Linked DNA regions of Mus musculus: region 2 is linked to region 1. A link is a contact called in public promoter capture Hi-C data. All regions are on one chromosome and are shown on one strand. Each heading gives the region's core, a stretch centred on a gene start, on an enhancer-like site or on the middle of the called end of the contact. The rest is flanking DNA. Distances are from core to core; before and after follow the strand shown.

Region 1 (4,298 bases), core at 1,390-3,889:
GTGAGATTCTAGTTGAACAAACAAGCAAAAGAAAGAAAGCAACATGACGATCTCCTATAAATTAAATCATAATTTAGTGTATGTTGGTGTATCTAATAGTCAACTGAATGCATAGTTTTTCTTTTTTTTTTTCTAAAGATTCATTAATTAATTTTATATATGTGAGTATACTGTAGCTGTACAGATGGTTGTGAGCCTTCGTGTGGTTGCTGGGAATTGAATTTTTAGGACCTCTGCTCACTCTGGTCAGCCCTGCTTGCTCAGTCTTTGCTTGCTCTGGCCTAAAGATTTATTTATTATTATACATAAGCACACTGTAGTTGACTTCAGATGCACCAGAAGAAGGCATCAGATCTCATTACAGGTGGTTGTGAGCCACCATGTGGTTGCTGGGATTTGAACTCAGGACCTTCATAAGAGCAGTCAGTACTCTTACCCACTGAGCCACCTCGCCAGCCCCAACATAGTTTTTCTTCAGTAACATTTTGTTTCTTTCTTGATGGTACATAAAAATAGTGCCTCTTAATATAAATGGCATTTTAGTGTCAAGAAACAAAGTATGAACTAATTAAACAGCCACTTATTATACACCAATGAAAGAATCTGTAATGAAGCTATGGGAAAGCCCTCTTTTCATACGCAGTTAATAACGTGAGTATTTCTTCCCACCAAACTTGAGGACATCGTTATGACTATTGCTGAGACTTCTGCCTAGCTCAGCCTCCACTTCCCTTTGTCAAGGAGACACACATACACATACAGCAGCTACACACAACGGACGATTCAGATCACAGCTCAGTAGCAGCCAACCTAAGCCATTTCAGCCATCAGGTTCAAGGTGCACGAACAAATGTCACATGGGCAGGACATTAGAACAAAGAGGAACCTGTTCCACTGGTCATAAAGACACAGGATTTGAAGTGGCCTTTCAGAGAAGCCAGATATGAAGGGGGTAAGAGAGGGTCCATTCCTGCGGGGTCAGGGGGTTATAAACCACGAGCTTTCAGTGGTTTGAAAAACCTGTTTATTTTGATTCAGACTTCCTCTTTTTCTCCCTCTGCTTTTGTCACTATATTGGTACTATAACAATAACAATTTATTATTAATTATATGTAACATATAATATGTACAATATTGTGTAAAATATTAATATATAATATATAAAATTTTATGTTAATAATAATATGTTGTTATGATCAAAAGCAACTCTGAGAGGAAAAGGTTTATTGTTTTCTTACAATGCTCCACACTTGGACACAATGGACACACAGTCACATTCCATCACTTAAGGCAGGGACCCAGAGGTGGGAACTGAAGCAGACCCCGTGGGGAAGTCCTGTTTAGTGGCTTGCTCCTTAGGTCTTCTTGCTCAACCTACTTTCTTAACAACTCAGAACTGCCTGCCATGGGGCAATACCATACACAGTTGAATGGAACCTCCCATCTCAGTCATTAATCAAGAAATTGCCCCCGCAGACTGGCTAACAGGTGATCTGATGCAGACAAGCTCTCGATGGAGGTTCCTCTTCTCAAATAACACTTGTTTGTGTCAAGTTGACCAGGACAGATAGCATATAAAGCAATGGGCTTCACTATGACAGTTTATGTATATATCATTTGCATATCATTTGCATATGCATTTTGCTCCTATTCAGTATCTTCACACCATTCCCTCAACCTCCCCACCCCCGTAAGATGGGTACATGTACAACTGTGATACTAGGACTGTGTGATGTGTGTAGATTTAGTATCTAGTACCCTAATAATATCTGTGATACTATTATGTGGTGTGTGTATATTAATGATCCTAGAGTGTACTAGAGTACAGGTAATATTTACAAAGTACTTGGCAAGAAACAAACACTCAAATAAAATAAATCCTGACAAAATCGGTTAGGTTATAAGGGGACTGAACGAGCTGTTGTTTGGGCAAGTAGTGTGAAACTTGTGATTAATACACTGTTGGGACTGGAGGGATGGCTCAGCTCTTAAAGACGCACACTGCCTTCAGAGAGGATCTCAGTTCTGTTCCTAGCACCCACCTTTGGGACCTCCTGTGATACTAGCTCCCAGGGGAATACAACGCACCAGTGTGCGCGCACACACCTTAAAGTAAAACCATTTTTAAATGCACTGTAGAGCTTGTTATGGTGACGCACTCCCATAATCCTCAGCTCGGAGGAAGCTGAGACAGGAAGACAGCAGAGTTCCCAGCCACCCTGTTTACAATAGTGAGTTCTGGGCCAGCCTGGACACTGAGACCCTGCCCAACAAACTAAAAAGACAAAGTTAAAAAAGAAAACAGTAAGAAAAAGGTTAAGAGTGGCTTTTCCATCCCCTTAGAAGATGAAGCCAGGAGTGACAGTGATCACTTGCAAGCCCAGTGCTCCAGAAGCTGAAGCGGAGGGATCCTCAGGCCAGCGTAGGCTGCATAGCAGGACCCTGTCACAAAAGAACGAACACGGTTTGTTTTTAATCATCTGTGAGATGCAGTGAGGTAGGAAGAGGGTGACTAAGGAAAGTATACACAAAGTGGGGTGCTACAGGCTTGAACCAGCTCCGCACCCAGGAGACTGGGCTCACGTGGGTGGAGTTTGGGGGACGCTGCCCAGGCCACGCCCGGTGTCGCCCAGTGGGCGGAGACCGCCGCAGCCCCGCCCCAATCGCCTGTCTACTCACGCGCTTACTGCCCCTCGCCCTGTGGACCTTACTGCCAGTGAGTGTACGCTCGATCGGCCAGACCCCACGGCGTCACCATGTTGGGCATGATCAGGAACTCACTGTTCGGGAGCGTGGAAACGTGGCCTTGGCAGGTTCTAAGCACCGGGGGCAAGGTAGGCCGGCAGGGTGTAGAGGACCTGAAGGAGGACTCTGCGCGGCCGTCCCCACCCTGGCCGGGGCTGAAACTGGTGCCGCGGGGCCATGGGTGGGACTGTGACCGAAGCTGCATTCCGGCTGGGGCCGCCCTGTACTGCCCGGCGCTTGCTCTGGGAAGGAGGGGAAAGAGCAGTCTGGCTCAGCCAGACCACTGACGCGGAAAAGGATCCATCTTGGCGAGTGGGACACTGCCTGTTGCGTGCATCTGTCCATTTAAGCATTCCAAACCGTCTGAACTCCCCCCCCCCCTCTTAGGGCAGAGACCCACTCTGTCCCAGGCTACCCTGACACTGGCTGTGTAACCTAGATTAGCCTCGAATTCTGTCGCAATATTCCTCCCACTTCAGCCTTCCCAGAGTTGGGACTACAGGCATGACCCACTACGCCTGGCTACATTCTGAACAATTTTGTGAGAGACACATGGTTGCAGCAGGCATATCTGCTAGGGAGCCATAAGGGGCCCTTCAACCTGTGGGCTGCTAAGCTCCGCTTGTGTGGGAGTTCCCAGGCAAGTGCCTGTGCAAAGGCTCAGAGCTGCACGGTTGCAACTGCTAGTGCTGGATGCATGGAGTGAGCGAGGAGACTTAATCACCTTGGTCTACCAAATTTGCATCGGCACCAGAGGGGCATCAGGACACCCGGTCAGCTTTCATGAAAGTTAGGAGTTTGGGTACTCGGGTATAATCTTGAAGGCATGTATTTGATTATTGGTTGGTTAATATTGGGAATTAAACCTAGAGCCTTGTGCAAACCAAGCCGAGTATTTTGCAACTCATCTGCTCCCTCAGCCTGACATATATTTTATCTCAGGACACTCTCTTATTATAATGATTCTGGATAAAAGGCCCGTGTTACCTGGGGGCCAAGGTCTGGAACCTACTACACTGAACCTCACACAAAGCCCACAACTCAACTTTAGTCTAGACTCAGCCCTCCAGAGTTCTGTCAAGCCATCCTTCCCCCTCTCAGGGGCTCCTCAGTTGTGTGTAGAACAAGCAATTGAAGCCCTGATCACGCAGGGACACGAACGAGTTCAAAGACAGATAATGAAAAGGAGTGAAATGGGCTGGTTAGATTATACAGCCTGGTGGCAACTGAAGCGTGCTGAAAGTTGAACTTCCCCAGGACTAGTGTTGCCAAATCTTTAAGGAACTCCAGATACCCAAGTTCTCTGTAAGAAATCCCCCAATTAAAGAGTAATTAACAAATAACACTTTTTGTGCAGGCCGTGTAGCTGGAAAATGAGGATTAAGGGTGGACAAAACCAAACTAGATACAGTGGTTCATGTCTGCCATCCCAGAACTCAAGAGGCAGAGGCAGGAGGATTGCCACAAGTTTGAGGCCAGAGTGGGCTCTGTGTGAGTTCCAAGCTGGAGCTCTATAGCAGCAGAGTAGGTGAGTCTATGTCACAGTTCTGCCT
Region 2 (4,381 bases), core at 1,625-4,124, 3.0 Mb before region 1:
CTAGTGCCGGGTGAGTGCTGGATAAAGGTGCTCCTGCTGTAGCAGTGTTCTAATCAGATAAAGGTTTGCAAAAGGCTTGTTATACCAGACCTCCCTGTAAGACAAGTGAGTGGCCCCCCTCTCCCTTAAGGGATATTAAGGGGTTAAGCATATTGAAACACTGATAAAGACTATTAACATCATTATTAATTTAAGTAAGCCCCTACTGTAAGCACTCCTTCTGATATTTATTTTCTTGTGTGTCAGCAAATGTGTGGGTGGACAGGGTGATCTGAGTCCCTTCCCAGGCTGCCCACAGCACATGACTGATGCCCAAGAGCATCAGTCAGTCACCCAGATGGAGTACTGTCACGCCAGCATCTGAGTACCTTATGGACACCTCAAGTAGGCAACACAGTACCACAGCTGCTTGCTTCCAATGCACATCCCTGGCTCCTGAAGGCCTCGTCCCAGCCATGGCTGCACCAGATGTTTAGTCATCACAAGCTGGGCGAATCCTGGAAACCTCAAAACCTTTTCCACAAGTGAGAGGGGAGTCCAATTGGGAGCTTAGCTGCTGAGCAGTTCTCTCTTTGCATGTGGTGGACTGCTGTGATTGGTGCAAATGCAGCTTATCCCGTGTATGAGGGGCCGTGCCACGGTGGGTGAGAACACAGCCCTTCCCTTCACTCATGAATGCCTGCTATGATCTGCGCCAACCTACTCTCTCTGGATTACTCTGTAAGCCAACATAGAGGCACCTTCTACGCTGCTTCCTGGCATGGCAGCATCAAAAGCCTTCCCTTGAGAACCTTTTATCGTCTATATATTGAGTGTGTACATGTGATCGTTTGAGATCGAGTCTCACAATGTAGCCCAGATTAGCCTCAAACTCACTGCATGCCTACCCCAGCCTCTCAAGGGCTAGGGTTCCAAGCCTACATCCTCACATCCAGTTTCTTGACTTCATGTGCTGTTCATCACTAGCATAGCGACCTGCCTGAGAAGCCAAGGAAGAACACTGAGTCCCAAGGCAGCAGGACAAAAGCCATGGAAGGACAGCGGAGGGGTGCTAGGGGCAACTGGGGCAGAAAGGAGGTAAAATAGAGGTGAGAAAGACAATAAGAGCCAAAGGTAGAAACTCCGATGCTGAACTCAGAAACTCCAGAGTTGCTCAATGTCTAGACTCCCTACTCCAAGCCCAGGAGCTAGAACATCAACCCTGCCAAGGCTGATGAGCCTCTTACCCTCAACCCTAAGGGGACCAGAACTTGAGGCCTGTAGAAGATGCAGCAGTAGAGGGTACTACCTACAGTTTGCTATGACCTCATCGCAGCCGGAAGCTGCGGATAACAAAAGTGGCCAAGTGTCAAGTCTCAGGTTCTGATGGCTAAACCTTTCTCTCAAGATCCTAAAACAGTGGGGTTCTGTTTTCCAAAGTGTTTGTAGCTCAGTGCCTGGCCTGCTAGTCCACCCTCTAAGCCCTAGGCCCTCCCTCTCCCGGGACAATCACCATCACACAAGGGTCTCTTCACCTACCCAGGATGCCTGTCAGGAGAGAGCAAAGGGATGCCCACCAGTTGACTGAAAACAGCTTGGGATGAAAGACTCCGACACAGAAACCATTTTCTTCTACTTTGAAGGAAAGAAGCTTGAGTAGGGTATAAATAAGGCCAGGTGGTACAATGGAGACTGGAGACCCCACCTGCCTGTCTCTGGAGCCCTGTCATCGCCGACCTGTATAGTTCCTGGACTCACAATTCCATTCTAGGAATTGTGGGGTGCTGTTTTCTCATTTCCTGGAAGCTTCTCCTGTAACTCCTGTTGTCATATTTTGCCCCAGTGCTATCTGCAGTTGAGAAATACTCCTCTTTCTCCTCATGGGCCCTCAGCCAAGAAAAAGCAAAGTTCTTTTCTTCTCAAAACTGTTTGCCCTATCTGCATCAGTATTGTGAAACTTGGAAAATCTGGGCACACAGCCACAAGGCCATGACTCTTCAATTTTCAATGGATCGAAAGCAGCAAACACATTTGTTGTGAGGACAGAAAAGAGGGCTGCAACAGAGGAAGAACAGAAATACACACATGATCAGAGTCCCAGGCACCTTCCCTACAGCCTCAGTGGGGCCAGACTACAGTGGCCACAGGGGAGGGCGGCTCTGGGGAGTAGCTGCCCAAGGGCTGCGCCCTCAGGTCTTTGGTCATCAGGCTACAGTCACAACAGAGCACGCTCTGCTGCTCTGCTAAGTCTGTAAGTCATATGATATCAAAAGTACCAGTGTAAAGACTTGTAGAGATTTCTCTTGCCTACCACAGGAGAATCTAGAAAAGCAAACAACTTTTCAACAAGTTGAAAGGCCTGCATGTCCAAGTCACCCGGGACACTGTAGGGTTTTACTCCCTGGGAAAGGACAGAAGTTGCTGAAACCGCAGTGACTTCTCATCTTGTTACAACTTGCATGTATTTTTTTTCCCCTCCCCTCAAGATCAAGAGACCCTTTCAAAGGGAATGCTACTTGGGCTTGAAAATAAGAAATAAGAAAACCATCTCTTAAACATGAAAAGACTCGTGCTCCCAAGTTTCTTCTTGGAGTTTGAGAAAGGAAAACTTAATGCAGGAACAGAAAAGCACAATTCTCATTTAGAGCGGGCCACAAAAATGGGGGCGGGGGGTGGTCATTTAAACAACTAAAGGGAACAAAGGCTTTTCAAACAGGCACAGCCACTCTCTAGCCTTACACCTGCCACCCACCGGCCCCTTGCACCCACCCACTCCTAGCCTGGGAGCAGCACCGTGGCCGTGCGCAGCACCCACCTGAATCCAGGGAGAAGGGCTGCAAGTTGTCCTGCCGAGCCTGTGCACTTCTGGGACTTTTCACCAACAGGACCCGCGCTGGCACCGCCCTTTTTCAGGCTATTTTTCTATTAATCACCCCGCCTCCTGACCGTGCCAAGCCCCGCCTTCGGAGCTTGCCAAATCCCACCCCTGAATCGCCCCGAAACTGCTGTGGCTGGTGAGGGTCTTTCTCTGCTAAGGATCTTGGCAGTTCTGTTCCGGCTCCGGAAGAAGGGAAGCAAGGAAGGGGTTGCTAACTTTTATGTCGCTGGAAACAAAAAGACCTTAGTGTTGAATTTGGAAAACCTAAAAAGAAAATGTTTTAAGGAAATGTAAATCTCGGGGGAGGGGCTCTATTGCTGTGAATACCTTCAGGGTGCAAAGTGAAACCTGCGAAATTATGAGTCTGTTAGGCAACTAACTTGTTTCACAGTGACTTAGGAAAGTGTTGCAAGGGGGCAGGGTCGTTAGGGCAACATCAAAGCTATTGCACATCACAGAGCCCCACAGTAATGGCCAAGCTCCAGCTCTGAGAGCTCTAAGGTTGATAAGTTCCCATCTGCAACATTTCACTCGGGAACTTTACCAGTTTACACCTGTGCCCCACATTGCTCTGAGAATCAATCAGTCTTTCTCTTTTCTTTTCTTTTCTTTCCTTTTCTTTTCTTTTCTTTTCTTTTCTTTTCTTTTCCTTTCTTTTCTTTTCTTCCCTCCCTCCCTCCCTCCCTCCCTTCTGTCCTCCTCCCTCCTGTCCTCCTTCCCTCTCTCTCTCTCTTTCTTTCTTCCTTTCTTTCTATTCCTTCCTTTCTTTTACACGATTATTCTCTTTTTTATTTCTTCATTTTCCTCCTCTTCGTCTTCTTCCTCCTCCTTCTTCAGTATGAACCACTTAATTTTCTGAGTTTTAGCTGGGTGCCTCTTTGGTTTGGTTTTATTTGTCGTTTTAGAGAGGATTTTGTTACTTAGCCCTGTCTGGAACGCGTGGTACACACTAGTCTGTACACAAACTTATGACCATTCCTGCCTCAGCCCCCAAGGGCTAAGATTTTTCTCACCAGGACCCACTCTGATTCTGACTTTCAAGATTCAGTAGACAGTTCTATTTTATATCCCTTCCAAAAACTAAAAGGAATTAAGAAGCAATGTGCTGACCCAAGCTGAAGTCAGTCAGTCCTGAAGATGGTTTCTTTAAAGGCATGATTGGTAGAACATCTGAAAAGAGTGTTTGGTCGACCTTTTCATTTCAGTTGAAAACATTGTTCAGTTCCTCTCTGGGGCCACACCAGAACACTGAGTGCAGTGGAGCAGAGCTTTCTGAATTTCCTTGAGAGCGGTTAGTACTGCAAGGACTTAAAGAGCTCTTCATTTACACCAAGGAAGACAGCACAAATCCTGAAGGCAAGATTACACAGAAAGGTGCACAAAAATTCTTAACTCTTATCTTCGGAAAGCCAGTGGGAAAACAAGGGCACACTTTTACAAAGAGCATCTCAGTCATCTAATGATCTCATTGAACTTTGTCCAAACTATCGGCTAGTTAATCAATACATAAAGGGTTTCTGCTGT

What was found. Promoter capture Hi-C pulls out the DNA fragments that hold promoters and counts their contacts.
Region 2: a contact with region 1 is called in a promoter capture Hi-C map of liver, with 4 times the contacts expected there. The contact joins the promoter of Mgst1 here to the promoter of Hebp1 in region 1. A contact is called at or near these places in 2 of 39 promoter capture datasets (the 3T3-L1 cell line and liver) and 1 of 484 Hi-C or Micro-C datasets (liver).

Annotation. Positions count from the first base shown.
Region 1 is chr6:135,166,556-135,170,853 of GRCm38.p6, reverse strand. Hebp1 (heme binding protein 1) reads left to right here and starts at 2,639. Exons shown (of 4, transcript NM_013546.3): 1 at 2,639-2,834. The coding sequence starts at 2,757.
Region 2 is chr6:138,139,020-138,143,400 of GRCm38.p6, reverse strand. It overlaps Mgst1 (microsomal glutathione S-transferase 1), which reads right to left and starts at 2,874. Exons shown (of 4, transcript NM_019946.5): 1 at 2,795-2,874.